Linked DNA regions of Columba livia: region 1 is linked to region 2. Evidence: chromatin contacts called from public Hi-C data. All regions are on one chromosome and are shown on one strand. The core of a region is the stretch at or near the end of the contact, and the rest is flanking DNA. Distances in the headings are between cores, read along the strand shown. Region 1 overlaps LOC110359647 (a long non-coding RNA gene). Region 2 has its middle 6.2 kb from the start of PSD2.

Region 1 (6,858 bases), core at 2,386-4,885, 200 kb after region 2:
GCTGGCTCTAAAAGAAAAAACAACGATAAAAGTCCCGTCCCTGATTGTGTATGTATATGTGTGGAGGAAGGATTTTATTACCAAGAGGTGGCATCACGTCCGTTGCTGGAGCTGGCAGGGATGGCCAGCGGGCAGCCGGGCTGAGCACCATGCCAAGCCACGGCAGATCTGCTCCTCACCAGCTGCACAAACTCGGTGGTGTCTGTTCATCCATCCTTCCTCCAGCCCCCACGCGTGGACTGTCACCCTGTTTCTCACGGATCTGGAGGCCAGTATCGGGTGATGAGGGAGGTAAAGAAGTCTGCGGGAGCTGGAAGTTGTTGAGGGAAGCCAAGGGATGCAGGAATCTCCCGGGCCATGGGAACGAGAAAAAGGGTGAGGGTTTCTTCCCAGCAGCAGTAACGAAGAGGCGATCAGGGCGTCAGCACACTGCTGAGGAGAACTGGTGATGGTGGATGTTCACATTGGTGCTCAGAAACCCCGCTGAGATGGGAGGGTTGCTGTCCTAGGATGATGCCGAAACGCCATCCTGCAGGCACCAGGGGGACTGTGGCTCAGCCGGCAGATTCGGCACATGGGGAGCTCTTGGGGTGCTCAGAGGCACCTCAAAACCCACGGCATACTGATGGCATGGGAAAAAAAGAGCATTTTGTCAGTATTTTGGAGCAAGGCATGGGACATCCTTGTTTGTGACCTTGATAAATGCGAAACGGGAAGAAGAATGAGCATGGCCCTGTTCAGCGCAGAGGGGAAGGAGAGCCGGGTGGTTTGCGCCAGTCCAAATACACTAACTCTGTCCTGTCCAATCCCGAGGAAACCACGCTGTGCCGGAGCTGAAGCGCGGGTTGGTAGCAGGAAGAGTGCTGCCAGGACGGGCTTCCGCAAGACTTCCTCTCTCATGGCCCTTCGTTAGGGAATTAGGACGTAACGAGACGAATGCAGCGGAGAGGAAACGAACGCCAGGGGAGCCGCCGCTGGGGGAGTTTCGGGGGCTCTGCCCTGGCCTCGTTTGCCCTCGTTAGGGAGGCGGAAGGAAACGCAGGCAGATTCTGGCAGGCGACCCGTGGCTCGGGGTGACAGCGTGGGTGCCCAGAGCAGCCCTGGCGCTGGGAGGGTGCCCAGCCACCTAAGGGACCCCAAGGGACCAAACTGGTCCTGGCTGGGGACAGGCGAAGCGGTCAGAGCGGGGAGAAATGGGGAGCGAGCTGGGGGTGCAGCGGGAGCAGGGACAGCAGCCCCACGACGGCAGGTTGGCCAAAGAGGTGACAAGTTTGGCACAGGGCATCGGGCAGGTGGCACCGGCCAGATGTGTGGGGCTGTCGCCAGCCTCAGCGGGGGTCAGCAACCCCCAGCCATGGGGTCCGTGGAAGTGGGGGCTGAGCCTCAGAGGATGGGCTGGAGCCCGTGGGGGTGGGTCGGCTGGAGCCCTGTGGTTTGCTCTGAGCCCCCTGCGTCCCCCCCAGAGCCTTTCTCCCACCCCAGACAGCTGGAGGGGCCTGCAGGGTGTTGTTCTGTCCAACCCCCCCAGGACAGCCTGCCTTTTGCTGTTCTGAGCTCCAGCCTGGGTGCAGCCACAGCTGGCTGCTGGCAACTGGCAGGAGAGAAGGGTGGAATAGCCCCAGCAACACTCTCTGGGGGGGCTCTGGCTCTGCTGCACCCCTTCTCCCATGATCAGGGAAGCTGAATCCCCCCAGGACACTCCTGCAGCATCATCTCCGCTGCTCCAGGCCCTGCTGGCCTCTCCAGGCTGAGCAAGGGGACACGGCTGCCCCCCCAGACGTGGCTCCCCGTGTGCGACCCGGGCAGGGGCAGGACGGGCGGTAGGGATGGCGCTTTCAGTCCTTCGCTATTTTTAATTGCTCTTTCCCAGAAAGGCTGGTGTAGGCATCAAGAGCCGCTTCCAGCTGGGAGTTTGGAAAGCTGGTTCCAGTTAGGCGCCCGGCGCTCACCGCGCTCCGAGCTGTTATTTTTAGCAGGGCTGAAGGCGACAGCCCCGCTCCCCAGGCTGCCGCTGGCCCGGCCGTGGCTCCGGGCAGCCAGCACCTCACCGGACCCTCGGCCAGGGACGTCTCGGCGACGTGATTTTACAACCGCCCTTCTTCTGGTGCTCTTTTGGCGGGGGGGACTTTCATCTCCCTGCGTCAAGCTGTGCAGCAGGAAGACCAAAGGCGGAGGATGTGAGCAGTGGTCATCCCCAAAGGGCCGGGGCGCAGAGCAACGTCCTCTGGTTTTAATTAAAAACCATCCGCTGGCAAAGTTTGAAGGCGGCGCCTGGGCCAGGACAGGGCCAGCGGGGAACGGCTCCCGGGAGCGAGCGGCACCGGGGCTGCCGGCAGCGCTGCCAGGACCTCCTGCCCCATGGCCAGGTCCTGCCCCATGGCCGGGTCCTGCCCCACAGCCGGGTCCTGCCCCACAGCCGGGTCCTGCCCCACAACTGGGTCCTGCCCCATGGCCGGGTCCTGCCCTCACCCCTTTCTCTGCTCCCTCCTGCCTTGTTCCCTCTCCCCAGGGACCCCCCTGGACCCACTACTCTGCCTGATCACCCCACTGAAGGCCATGTCCCCATGGGGAGCGTGCCCTCTCCCGAACCTCCCCTCCACTGCCCAGGGCTGCTGCCCTGTTCCCAGAGCAGAGCACCCCAGGGGACCACCCACTCCCAGCCCCCTGCCGCGGTCCCCAGCCCTTTGCCGTGGGCGCTGCCCCCTCTCTGTGCCCCATCCCTCTGCTGTGGGGTTCATCCCGTCACTGTGACCCCCAACCTTCTGTAGGGCTCGCCCCTCTGCCGCCACCCCCAGCCGTCCTCTGTGGGGCTCCAAACCACGGTCACCTCACCCTGGCAGAGATTTTTATCTCACAGCATAACCCCCTCCCGAGGCCGCTCAGCATCTCCTCGCAGGAGCCGCCTCTAATCAGCTGTATTATTACCTTCGCCCCCATTATTCACACGCTCGCTGCTGTCAGCCCCCCCAGCTCTGTTGTCCCTTCGCTTCTCAGGCACGGGGGCTCACCCTGCTGCAACCCCCCCCTTTATCCATCCATCCGCCCGTCCATCCATCCCACCCTCCAGCCCAACTGTGCCCCCCGGCCAGCACCAGCACCCCCGCTCCGGGGCACAGCCAGCTGGCTCTGCCTGAATTTCAGCTCCAGCCTCCCCCCAGGACTCCTAAATCTGATAACAGGGGGGTGCTGCTTTCAAAGGAGCAGGGCTGACCTTTGCCGCTGCAGCGAGAGCCACATGGAGGAAAAAAATTGGCTGCGGCGAGCGAGGGGGAGCGAGTGAGCCGCTGTGGTTTTACAATCCCTAAATAACGCCGGGAGCGGAGCTGTAAACACATGGCGGTATTGCCTGAGCGTGTCCGCGCCCCCCCGCTCGAAACCCAGCTTGGAAAATACTACGACCTTAAAGGAAAAAAAAGCAAGCAAACCGGCTTTCTCAACAAAAAAAAAAAAAAAAAGAAAAAAGGAAAAAAGAAATCTCCTGAATTATTTAGCAAACGGTTCCCATACGACGGCTCATTCTGCCGGCAGACGCCACCGCGGGGCTGGCGTGGGGCGATGGCCATCGGCGGGGCGGCGGTGGGAGCCGGGTGCTCCCAGCACAGAGCAGCCCCAATCCCGGGGGATCCCCTGGCCCCGCAGCCACTGAGGGCAGAGCTGGGGTCCCTCCCCATTGCCACCCTGGCTGATGGGTTTCCCTGTCCCCCTCACCCCGGCTGGGTTGGGGACAGGGCCATCGCACCCACAGAAGGGGGGATGTTCACAACACCCTCGCTCCTCTGCTTGTCCCCCCGCAACGCGCAGACCCCGAGAGATGCAGCCACATGTCCCCAACACCTGCAGAGCCACAGCCTCAGCGCTCCCCCGCCAGCAGCCCCAGACGTGCAGCCCCAAGGGTCACGTCTCCCGGCCAAAGCCCCACGTTGGCTCCGTGCAGCACCCCGGCAGGCGGGGACGCTGCCACCCGTTTCCCTCTCACCTGCTTCTTCCCAATTATTTTATTTTGGAAGCAACTAACACTTTCCTTTGAAGAGCAACAGATGAACGAGACCCTCCCAGTGCCTTTTATGATGTTAAATTTATTGCCTCGCTTCACAATTGCCATTTTAATGATGAACACTCCCGCGGCTTTAATGCATGTCGAGTGCCGGCATCAAAAAAAGAAGCAGGGGGGAACACGTTGTCTCCGGTCTTCTGGAGGAGAATAAACTCCAGCCCATTTCCTGGTACTCGCACAAAGTTTCGCAAAATAGATAATGTGTTTTATAATTTGGTGGCGGCGCAACGCTCTGTTTGGTAAGGGAGGCCCTCTGCTGGCACCTGGTTGGCTGGGGAGCCCAGATCAGGAGCTGCTGGGAAACCACCACGGAGGCACCGAGCCTGGGGAGACACCTCCAAAAGGGGTACCCGGGGAGTCGAGTATGGAGAGCGACCTCCAGCCATGCCTGAAAAGCCTGGAGAGCCATGCCCAAGGCACGGAGCCCGGAGAGCCCACAGAGGTGGGCAGAGGGAACTGAATCCAAGGAAAGGAGCCTGGGAAACAGAGTCTGGAGAACTGAGCTCCGAGAGCCGAGTCTGGGGAGCCATGGTCAGAGACCTGGACCTGGAGAGCTGTGTCTGGCCAGACCAGCCTGGAGAGCAGAGCTCAGAGGGCTGTGTATGCGAGCTGAGCCCGTCCCAAATCCTGCTGCGCCCAAAGGCGAGTCCCATCCCCGCTGCACCCAAAGGTGAGTCCCATCCTCACTGCCTGTGCAGGAGCACCGGTGCAGCCAGCACTTGCCCCGGGGCTGGGCAAAGCCCACAGGAGCATCCCAGCCCCCCACCAGCAGCTGCCCCGGGGTGGGAGCCGGGTGGGATCATACGGGGTCAGGATGCTGGGGTGTGGCGGCAGCTTTGCCACGGGGTGGGCTGGAGCTGTGACAGCTCCCACCTTGTCCTAGATGGGGCCAGTGGCCATTCCCCATCCACCAAGCACGGCAGGTGATGGCCCCCACTTGCCACTCCAGGAGGGCATCACATCCCTGGCCAGGGAACCTGCTCCCTGCCAGGGGACAAGAACAGGCCTGGGGCTGGTGATGGGCAGCACGGGCCACGGTGCAGGGCCAGCCACACACACCCACACCCGGGGACCTCAGCTGAGGACACGTACTTGTCAGCGGATGCCTCTTTGTTGCTTTTTTTCCTAACAGTGCCTGAAACTCAGCCTGGGTTATCAGGGAGATATTAAATTGCTGTTGGAAGCAACACCAGTGGGGCGGAAAAGCTATGATGTGCTCTTACCTCTTCCCACAAGGTCGAGCCAGCCAGCCCCAGGGGACATCGCGTTTGCCGCGTCCTTCCTGTAACGAGGATCACATGTCAGAGCCAAACGAAGCCTTGAGAAAATTAAACCCGTGAGCTCACCGCCTTGCTGAGCGCAGGCGCCAGCCATCCCCCGGTCCCCAAGCCGGGCCTGCCAGCTGGGGCGAGCCGGCAGCGCGGCAGCGGCAGGAGGGATGCTCGGATCCCTGGGGACAGCATGTTCCCCACCGCTGCGGGATGGAGGAGCTCTGACCCCTGGTGTGCATCCCTGGGTGAAGGAGATGGAGGAGGATTTTTCCCATGGGAAGAAGCCATCAGCACTGGCAGGACACAGCCAGCAAACTCCCCTGAAGTCCATCAGCACGATCTCCTCCCAGCACCCAAGTTCTTGCTTGTGCAAAGGGACGGACAGATGGGTTTGGCTCTGGTGGGACAGACACATGGGCAGCTACATCTTGTTCTTGCCAAGGCCGTCCCCCACAGTTGAACTTGGCCAGGCATGTGGGTTGGGTTTTTCCCAGGGCAAGGTGACTCCTGCTCCATTGTTCCTCAGTGACACAAGGGATGGACAATGGACAGAGCCAGGAAGAGAAATGCAACACTGAAAACAGCAGAGCCCGTGCATGGGTGTGGGTGACTTGGAGAGCCCCCAGGGACCCCAAGCAAGGACCCAGCACAGCCCACACCACTTGCTGATCTGGGACAAGCACTGAGGAAAAGGCACCATGAGCAATGCTGCTGCGGGAGACAAGAAGGGCCAAGCCCATGAGTGTGGGAGCTGGGGACAGCCCGGCACCGGCCGAGCAAGCGATAGGACCGAGAGAGGACCAAGGGAGGACCATCCATGGGGCATGACTGGGAAAAGCCCCAGAGCTGAGCCAGACCTGTTCCCAGGGCACCCTCTGCTCTCCCAGCTTTGGTTGTGATCTCCAGGTTGTGGGGAGCAGAAGTGCAGCTCAGCCCCCACTTTCGCCCTCCAGCCACTTGCTCCTTCATCACCCTCTTCCTCCTCGCACCAACCCCGCTGTGCCCCGGCTCTGCCCCTTCCCAGCCAGGGCTGGTGTTTCACGGCCACGTTGGACACCCCCTGGATGACACTGTTTCAGTGCACCCATTGGCAGAGCCCTGGGGACGCAGCCGCCCCCAGTGCATCCCACCCCAGTTCAGTTGTGGTCAGGGACCCCGCAGGCACTGCACATGCGTCCCAAATCCCCTCTCCCTGCCACCACGGGGGGACACGCATGTCCAGACGCTGCAGCCACCTCTGAGCCCTCCCCGGGGCTGCAGGGGGCATGTCCAGCCCCTGGCAGAGCCCTGCCTGGAGGGGTGCAGGCAGGGGCAGGCAGGGATGCTGCGGCAGCTGCCACCGCTGCGGGTGCCCTTTGGCCAGGAGCATCCAGGCTTTTTTTCCAGCCCTGCCCAGAAAAAAAAAAAGAGCCCAAGCCCCGTATCAATCTGGCTGTAGCGAAGCGGCAAGGCGGCGGTAGATAAGAGGCTGGAGCCCATGCTGAGGCCTCATGGAGATGAAAGGCGATTGCGAGCGAGCCTCCTCATCCCCTG
Region 2 (7,207 bases), core at 4,122-6,621:
AAGTTTCTTCCCACTAGGGGGACCTTATGAGAGACAAAAAGCAAAATGGCAAAATGAAGGCTGCTAGATCAGCACAGGAGTAATGCTTGTTTTGCCTAATTCAGCAGCTCTGTAGCTCAGTGCCTTCAACCTCTTGCCACCTAGACCGCCTGGGAGCCAACTGTTCGGGGCTGAACACTCGGGTGATGTGAACTGGCTTCCCCAGGCTGCAAACCCAGGCATGCCGGGGGATGTGCTAGAGGCCAGAAGGTGCCATTTGGAGGCAATTCTTCCCTTCCCAGCACCGCTGTAAATTCATGGCACGAGTGTGGGAAGGTCCCATCCTGACCCCGAGGTGAGCAGACCTGTCCCACGCTGTGCACAAGACTGGTCCCATGCTCCCTGCCCCGTGCTGCCCAGCTCTTAGTCCTGCTTTCCGTGTCGTGTTCTCCACAACTCCCATCCCCTCCTTTCTGGTGTGTGAGACCCCAGGCGCTGAGCACAGCTGGCACCACCGCAGCCCGGCACGCTGCACTGCCTGCTCTGGCACATCCAAAATGCCGATGGTCTGGCTTTCTCTGGAGAAGTACTACTAAACATGCCAAGCCTGAGGGACCAAAGAGGTAATGTCCTGTCTGGAAAGGTGGGATGCTCCATCCTCCAAACTGTGCTGCACAAGGAACTCACACAGCAGTCTGCAGCTCTCCAAACCTCATTTTAAAAAGCTGGGCATCCTGGTTCCACCCATTTGGAAAAGGGTGCTTCAAATCTCCCAAGAAAGTGACTTCCCTGTTCCCAGAAACATGCGCTGAACTGCACTTTGAAGACTCTTAGTTGCTGCCAGAGACAGCCCTGTTCTTGGGTTCCCTCCCTCTCTGCCTTGACTCTAAGTATATGGCAAGCAGGGCCATTTGCCAATGTTTGTGTCTCAACAAACAGTCTGTCAGCATTTTAGTGTATGGCTTCAGCTGGGATCAGCTATGCGTTCTCTCCCCATTAAATGGCAGAGCTGTGTGCAAACACCCTGGCATCGAACCATCTGGGGCACGCTCAGGGCCAACTGCTGATCTCCCAGTAGCATGTGTCAGGCACCCTCTCGCACCAAGGTGAAGGACAACTGTGGGGCTGGCACCCCCCTGCTGCTGCCTGCGTGGGTATCCAAGCTCCATCCTGCCCATGGGGGTCTCCTCTGCCACAAGTCACCTCTCCCACTGCCTACCTGCAGCCCCTTTGCTCCAGCCTGGCTCACAGAGGACCTGGCACAAGCAAGCTGCAGCAGACAGTGGTCCTGAATAAAACAGGCTATTGAACGATACCAGAGGCCAGTGGTAACAACTTGTGGTTTTCTGATAACATATGAGCCCCCCACTCCCACTAACATGATAGCAAGGTTTCACGGCCTCCATTCATGGACCAACTGAGCATTCACCGCCCTCCCTGTCTCATTGCGGAACCATGGTCTGGGAGACTGAGAAGAGGGCAAACTTCCTCCTAAGATAGTGCTTCCTGACAGGGCACAGTCTTGCTTACACACAGATGCTGTTCAAGCTCAGGGGTAAAATACCTTGGATATACAGGCTAGATTCTGTCCAGGCTCAAAGGCTCTGGAAACGGTTTCTGGCCCAGAGAGCTGGGATTTAGGTACCTTTAACTTCAGCTTGACTTCTCGGTAGTCTGCACCAAGAGCAGATTCTAGCTTTTAGTCCAGGGTCACATTCTGCCTTGGTGTAGCTGTTACAGGAGAAAAGCAAACCGGAACAGTAGATGTGTGGGATGTGATGCATCCCACCGGTCAACCAGTGGAGAAGAAACCAGCCCCTTGCAGCAGCCAAGGGTCTTCTGAGTTAGCCCAGTGGAGCCAAAGACAGTGCATCCATTTACACCATAGTTGAGTTTATCCCTAATAAGCTGTTAGCATATTCCTCTGCCTTCCCTAGTGCACTAGCTCCTTGGTGCTATCTGTGAAGACTTTAAATGGTACTAAGAGGGTCACCTCTGAGAAAATATCCACATTCCTGTTGGACACTGGGAAGACGTGTGTGTTCCCCCAGACCCATATCCTCGGTACAGCACCTCGCATAGCAAGGGGCTTGTCCCTGTAACTTAGCACAAAATGGGGATACTAACTAAGGCAAATAGTGGAGCTGGTGATTTATTTTATATCTCTGAACCTCCTCTGGCTTGGAGGAGGCTGACTCTGAGTGAGCAATTCAAAGCTGCAAGCACAGGTAGTATTCAAAATGTCACTGGTGGTGCTTAGTGGATAAGTCACGCTTTGTAAGGCAAATCTGAAAGCTTTGTTCTGTTACAGCCTCTCCTGTCCTGGAGTTCAGGGAAGTCAGAGATCAGCTCCAGGCACTGATCCCTCCGTTGTCCCAGAAGGTAGCACTTCCAGCAGACCAGTCCCACCTCATCTGGGCTGAGAAGTCTTCTGAGATGCGTTCAGCAGGGCTCGAATAAGTTGATTGCTCCACATGAAGCTGCAGATAGAGCAAGTGACCTTCAGAGGTAATTTTACTTGAAAGCTGGTATAACCAAGACCAGCTCTGCACTGGGTCACGGTGGCTGGGCTGAGCTGTGTATGCACTGGTCACACAGGCACCACTGAAAGCAAAGTCACCCACCTCCTTGCTGGTCAGACACCAGAATCATGGTTGGTATTGTGGGGCACAATCTCAGTCTAGAGGTGGGCCTGGGTCTCATTCTGGTGGTATTGCTGGTAATGTGTTCACACACAAGCTCTCTTTCTTTCCAAAATTACACATTAGTGTTTCCTGAGGATACAAGGACAGAGGCAATCAGCATCACCACAAAGAGAGGCCATCAAGAGCTGCAGATGACAAACACATAACTGATCAAAGATCAGGGTTACAGCAATTATTTCACATATCTACCACTGAAGGCAATGCATGTTGCACCTAAGATTATCACTAAATTACAGTAAAAAATATGATTAAGACAAGAGTAAAAACTGAGTCATGGCAAACACAGAACAATCATGGCTAGCACCCCATCACAAAAGCCTGATCAACTTGAAATACCTACCCCAGCCCCAGGCAAAGTGCTTAACTGGGAAGTCAATGCACTATTGCACAAGGCAGCTTATGCCAAAACAGGAGTCACGGCTTGCCTCTCTGTCTGCTGCTCATCAAAGGGCCAAGAGAATCCCTAAAAATCCAGTTTCTGGGGCTCGCCAGGAGCAGCAGCCCAGCAAATGGCTCATGCCCAGCCCATGCTGGGTCCCAGCTGGAAGGGCAGTGCCACAAGGATGCATGGAGGACAGTTCTGGTATTGGGATGCACGGGGCAAGTGCTGCCTGTCTGCCTGTCCCCCAACGCGGGTTGGCTGGGAAACACCACAGGTGACACCCAGACGTCCCCTCTTTGTTGTGTTCTGCTGGTTGTGCTGGGACCGGGCTGTGCAGCAGGGAGGCTGCATGTTCATGCTTGGGCATTCATCTACACGACAGTTTGATCACAGCTGTGCTCCGGGGACAGATGAGCACAAGGTGTGATGTGTTCACGGGGGTGTGCAGGCAGCCAGGACATTTTCTATCCCCTGCACAGGGAGGGAGGGGTAGGAATAGGGATGGAGACGCTGGGGTCAGGGGGAGAGAGGAGCTGCATGAGGATAAATCAGTTTGGGATTAGAAGGTGGCACTGGCAGCCCGCCATGTGACAGCCAGGCTTGCACAACCAGAACCCCAGCTGTCAGCCTGGTGGCAGCAATTAAATGAGGTATCGATTGAGGAATTGTTGTCTGCAGGGTTTAAAGATAAGATCGATGTAGACCAAAAGGTTTAGGCTCCGTTTACTAATTAGTCAAGCACGCTTGGGACGGAAATCTTTGGAGGCACAGAGAGCTGGGCTGTGTACGGGCAGTATTGCCAGCGTGCTGGGGTGACCCCCCCGCCGGCGTCCAGCCATCGCCACTCCTGAATCTCTGGTGCAAGGGGTGCACAGGCACCCGGGTGCCGTGTGAGGGATTTAATTCAGTGAGGAGATGATCAGCTGCAAGGAGCAGGTGGGGGCAGCGGCGTGGAGCATTCTACCTGCATTGGGGCCATGGGCGGTTGCTTTTTTCCCAAGGCAGGGATGTGGGAAAGAGGGACTGTGCGTGTCTGTGCATGGGGAGGAGTAAACCAGGAGGAGAGCTTCTCCCTTTGCATTGCAAATTGTTTGGGGGTGAACTGATCCATTTCTTAGGCTCTGGCATTAGTTACAGCCTGAACACATTTCTCTTTTCTTTGCTCCTTGTGCAGCAAGACCAGAGACACAAAAGAGACAAATGTGGCACAGACTTTTTGTGGCTTACGTGCTTATTCTGCCTACCCTGCATGGAGCAGAATCAGGGGAGAGCAAGGCGATGGCTTTTTGCCCTCTCTGCTTTGTTCCTTCTCTTCCAGACAATGTCCAGGACATGGTCAAACAGGGACAAGCGGGCAATGGTTTGCCTGGATGTGGTTTGGGTGGCCTTTGAGACTGTCTCCTTGCTTGCTGTTGTGGGAGGGGAGGCAGACTGTGGGTTCAAAACAGAATCACTTTTAAACCAGCTGGGGAGCTGGACTAAGTCCTGTCTCCCTGGGGATGTCTCAGTGTCAGCCCTATGTTAGGAAGAGGCGTCGACGTGGCTCCCCCTTCTCAGGGCGGCTGGAGAATTCCTCTTCTCAGCTTACCAGGAAAATTCAAGCCCAGCAAGTATTGAAGGGTCAGGAGCTGTTGTGATGGGTCCTGTGACCCACAGCCAGCCTGGGGGCAGTGCTTCATGGCCACTGCATCTGTGGGTCACACGTGGCTCCAGACCCACTCCCCACCATGTGATGGGATGTGCCAGAGCGCTGTCAGCCGTATGACCAAACATGAGTCCCGGGGTAAAACACCCGCCAGTTTGCATTCTCTGCACAGGTCAGTCCTCCCGGTGCCTCCCAAAACAGCACAGACGAGAGCAGGGGCTGGACGCCAACACCACCAAAGGAGGTGCAGCATGTCCTGCTGGAAAAATTGTCCTTCAGCTGGGACTGCCCTCCCTGCGCTCAGAGCTTTGCTACTGCTATTAGCAACTGCAACATGACCCAGCCTGCTATAAAACACAGCAGGATGGAGAGAGCAGCCTTTGAGCCGGCTGAGAAGCCGTAGTCACTAGGAGACTGAACGTGCCTCCGGGGGTGGCGGGGATGAAAGGAAGGGATGGAAGAGAAAACAGAGATCAAGGACACTGTGACGCCGTGTGGCTGTCCCAGGGTGTCTCATGCTTTCACAGCAGGGCTAGGCAGATTTATAGCTTTGTCTTGAGAATCTGGAGCCAGACTCCAGTTAATTCACATTTAGGAGGCAGTTTGCTTTGCCTTTCCTCTTACTCTGGCCTGTAAAGATGCGTTCCCCACAATGGACCAGACCCATGTCCTTGTTCTCTGTGTACAGCATCAGTGCCTTGGACAGATACTGCATCTCTGCCATTGCAGGACAGAACCAACCAGGGTCTAAGGGATCATTGTTTTCCTGCTGTTGTTATTCAGCTCTGTGACACTGCAGTGTCCAGAAACTGAATTTAACAATCCTTCTCTGTGGGAGACATGGACCAGGCAGCTGGATCTGGGCAGCCCAAGTTGTAATGCTTTTCCCATGAGGATTTCACTTTCCTTATTCTCCCCCAACAGTCAGGCTGACCACCCTGCCCATGACCACCTGTCCATGCAAAGAGGGAACAGAAGACCCTGTTGCTTCTGGGGGTTGCTTTGCCAGTAAGCTTCCTCTAGACTCTCAGCTCCAAAAGCCATTCCAGCCCATGCCACCACCTTCCTATTGTGGGGTTATAATTGTCCACGTTTTTTTTTGCAGAAGGTCTCTCTTCAGGAGGTACCAGCTCGAGCTGTGCTATCCTGTACCTTGTGAGTAAATTATTTATTTAAGAAGAATTTCTGGAATCCACACCTGAGTCTCAGCTATAGGAAACCTAGGAAAAGAACCACCCCTAGCATAACCTGACCCCATACACAGTTCTTGCACACCCCTAGCTATCTTCTGGGCCTACTGGCCGTGATAACACACTTGGACAGTCTCCACAAGGGAGTTACAGATAATGACATGCACATACGCAGAGAGATAGAAAAGGCTCCAAAGATCAAAATGGATGTCCTAGCAAATGCAGTGGGTCCCCTCCATACCTGATCACCCTAACTGGCCTGTTCGATCAGAGGTGCCTGCTATAACATTTTGCTTTCCACTTGCCATCAGGTCAATGTCTTCTCTAATCAGGGGCATGCTGTAGTTTAATGTCCAGCCAGGAAGAGAAGTCTGAGTTCCCCACACGTTCCTGGGGGTTGGATGCTGCTCACAGACAGGAAAGCTTGGTCTCGACAGATTTCCAGAAGCCACTGGGGCATTTATTTCCTTTTTGTCTGCCCTGGCTGAATAAATTCAGTCTGTGCAAGCCAGGGTGTAAGTGTTTGCCTGCACACGGGAAAGCTTGACTCTTGCAAGGCGAGGAGAATCAGAAGATTGAGTGTGTGTGGGGCGGACAGTGTTTCTCTGCCGCCTTTCTCTCCTGGCAGCCATGGATGAGGCACAGGACGGTGCAGGGGGACCCAGGCTTTCAGGCTGTGCAGGAGGCACCCCTGCCTCCACGGGTCACCATGAAAAAGGGGACAGCAGAACTATTCCCACTTCACCTCCGTTTTCCTTGTGGCGTGAGGCCGTGATCCAGTAGCAGAGAGAAAAAGAGCAGGCATTGGGAAATCTGCTCACAGCTCCCCACTGTGATTGCTGGGAGGCGACAGGGAGCAGGAGTAGGACTGAGCTCCAGCACAGGCCAAGAGCACCAGCAGAGGAATCATTTCAATGTGGTCATTACTCTTTAGCAAAAACATGCATGTCTACGGACAGATAAATAACCCCAGCAGCATGCAGGCATTTTCTTGTTTGTCCATAGGAAAGCTCCTTCTTTTAGGTGAAGGGAGGATCTTATACAAGTATTTAAATACCTGAAGGGAAGGGGCAGAGGTGACAAAGCCAGGCTCTTTTCAGTGGTGCCCAGTGACAGGACCAGTGGCCATGGGCACAAACTGAAACACAGGAGGTTCCATCTGAACATCAGGAAACACTTTGTCACTGTGTGGGTGACTGAGCACTGGCGCAGGTTACCCAGGGAAGCTGTGGAGTCACCATACTTGGAGATATTCAAAAGCCATCTGGATGCAGGCCTGAGCAACTGGGTCTAGATGTCTCTGGGT

The links. A called contact is a pair of places that touch in the nucleus more often than the background predicts.
Region 1: a contact with region 2 is called in a Hi-C map of crop, with 2.6 times the contacts expected there. The contact joins two enhancer-like sites. A contact is called at or near these places in 2 of 2 Hi-C or Micro-C datasets (crop and liver).

The regions. Positions count from the first base shown.
Region 1 is chr14:17,281,021-17,287,878 of bColLiv1.pat.W.v2, forward strand. LOC110359647 (a long non-coding RNA gene) reads right to left here. Exons shown (of 3, transcript XR_010466218.1): 1 at 3,212-6,858; 2 at 82-622. Among named protein-coding and RNA genes, the nearest start is that of CXXC5, 25 kb to the left of the region's middle. Within about 2 kb of position 3,636, at least 1 of the 3 cell types and tissues checked has an H3K27ac peak away from gene starts, as active enhancers do.
Region 2 is chr14:17,077,675-17,084,881 of bColLiv1.pat.W.v2, forward strand. No RefSeq gene overlaps it. Among named protein-coding and RNA genes, the nearest start is that of PSD2, 6.2 kb to the left of the region's middle. Within about 2 kb of position 5,372, at least 1 of the 3 cell types and tissues checked has an H3K27ac peak away from gene starts, as active enhancers do.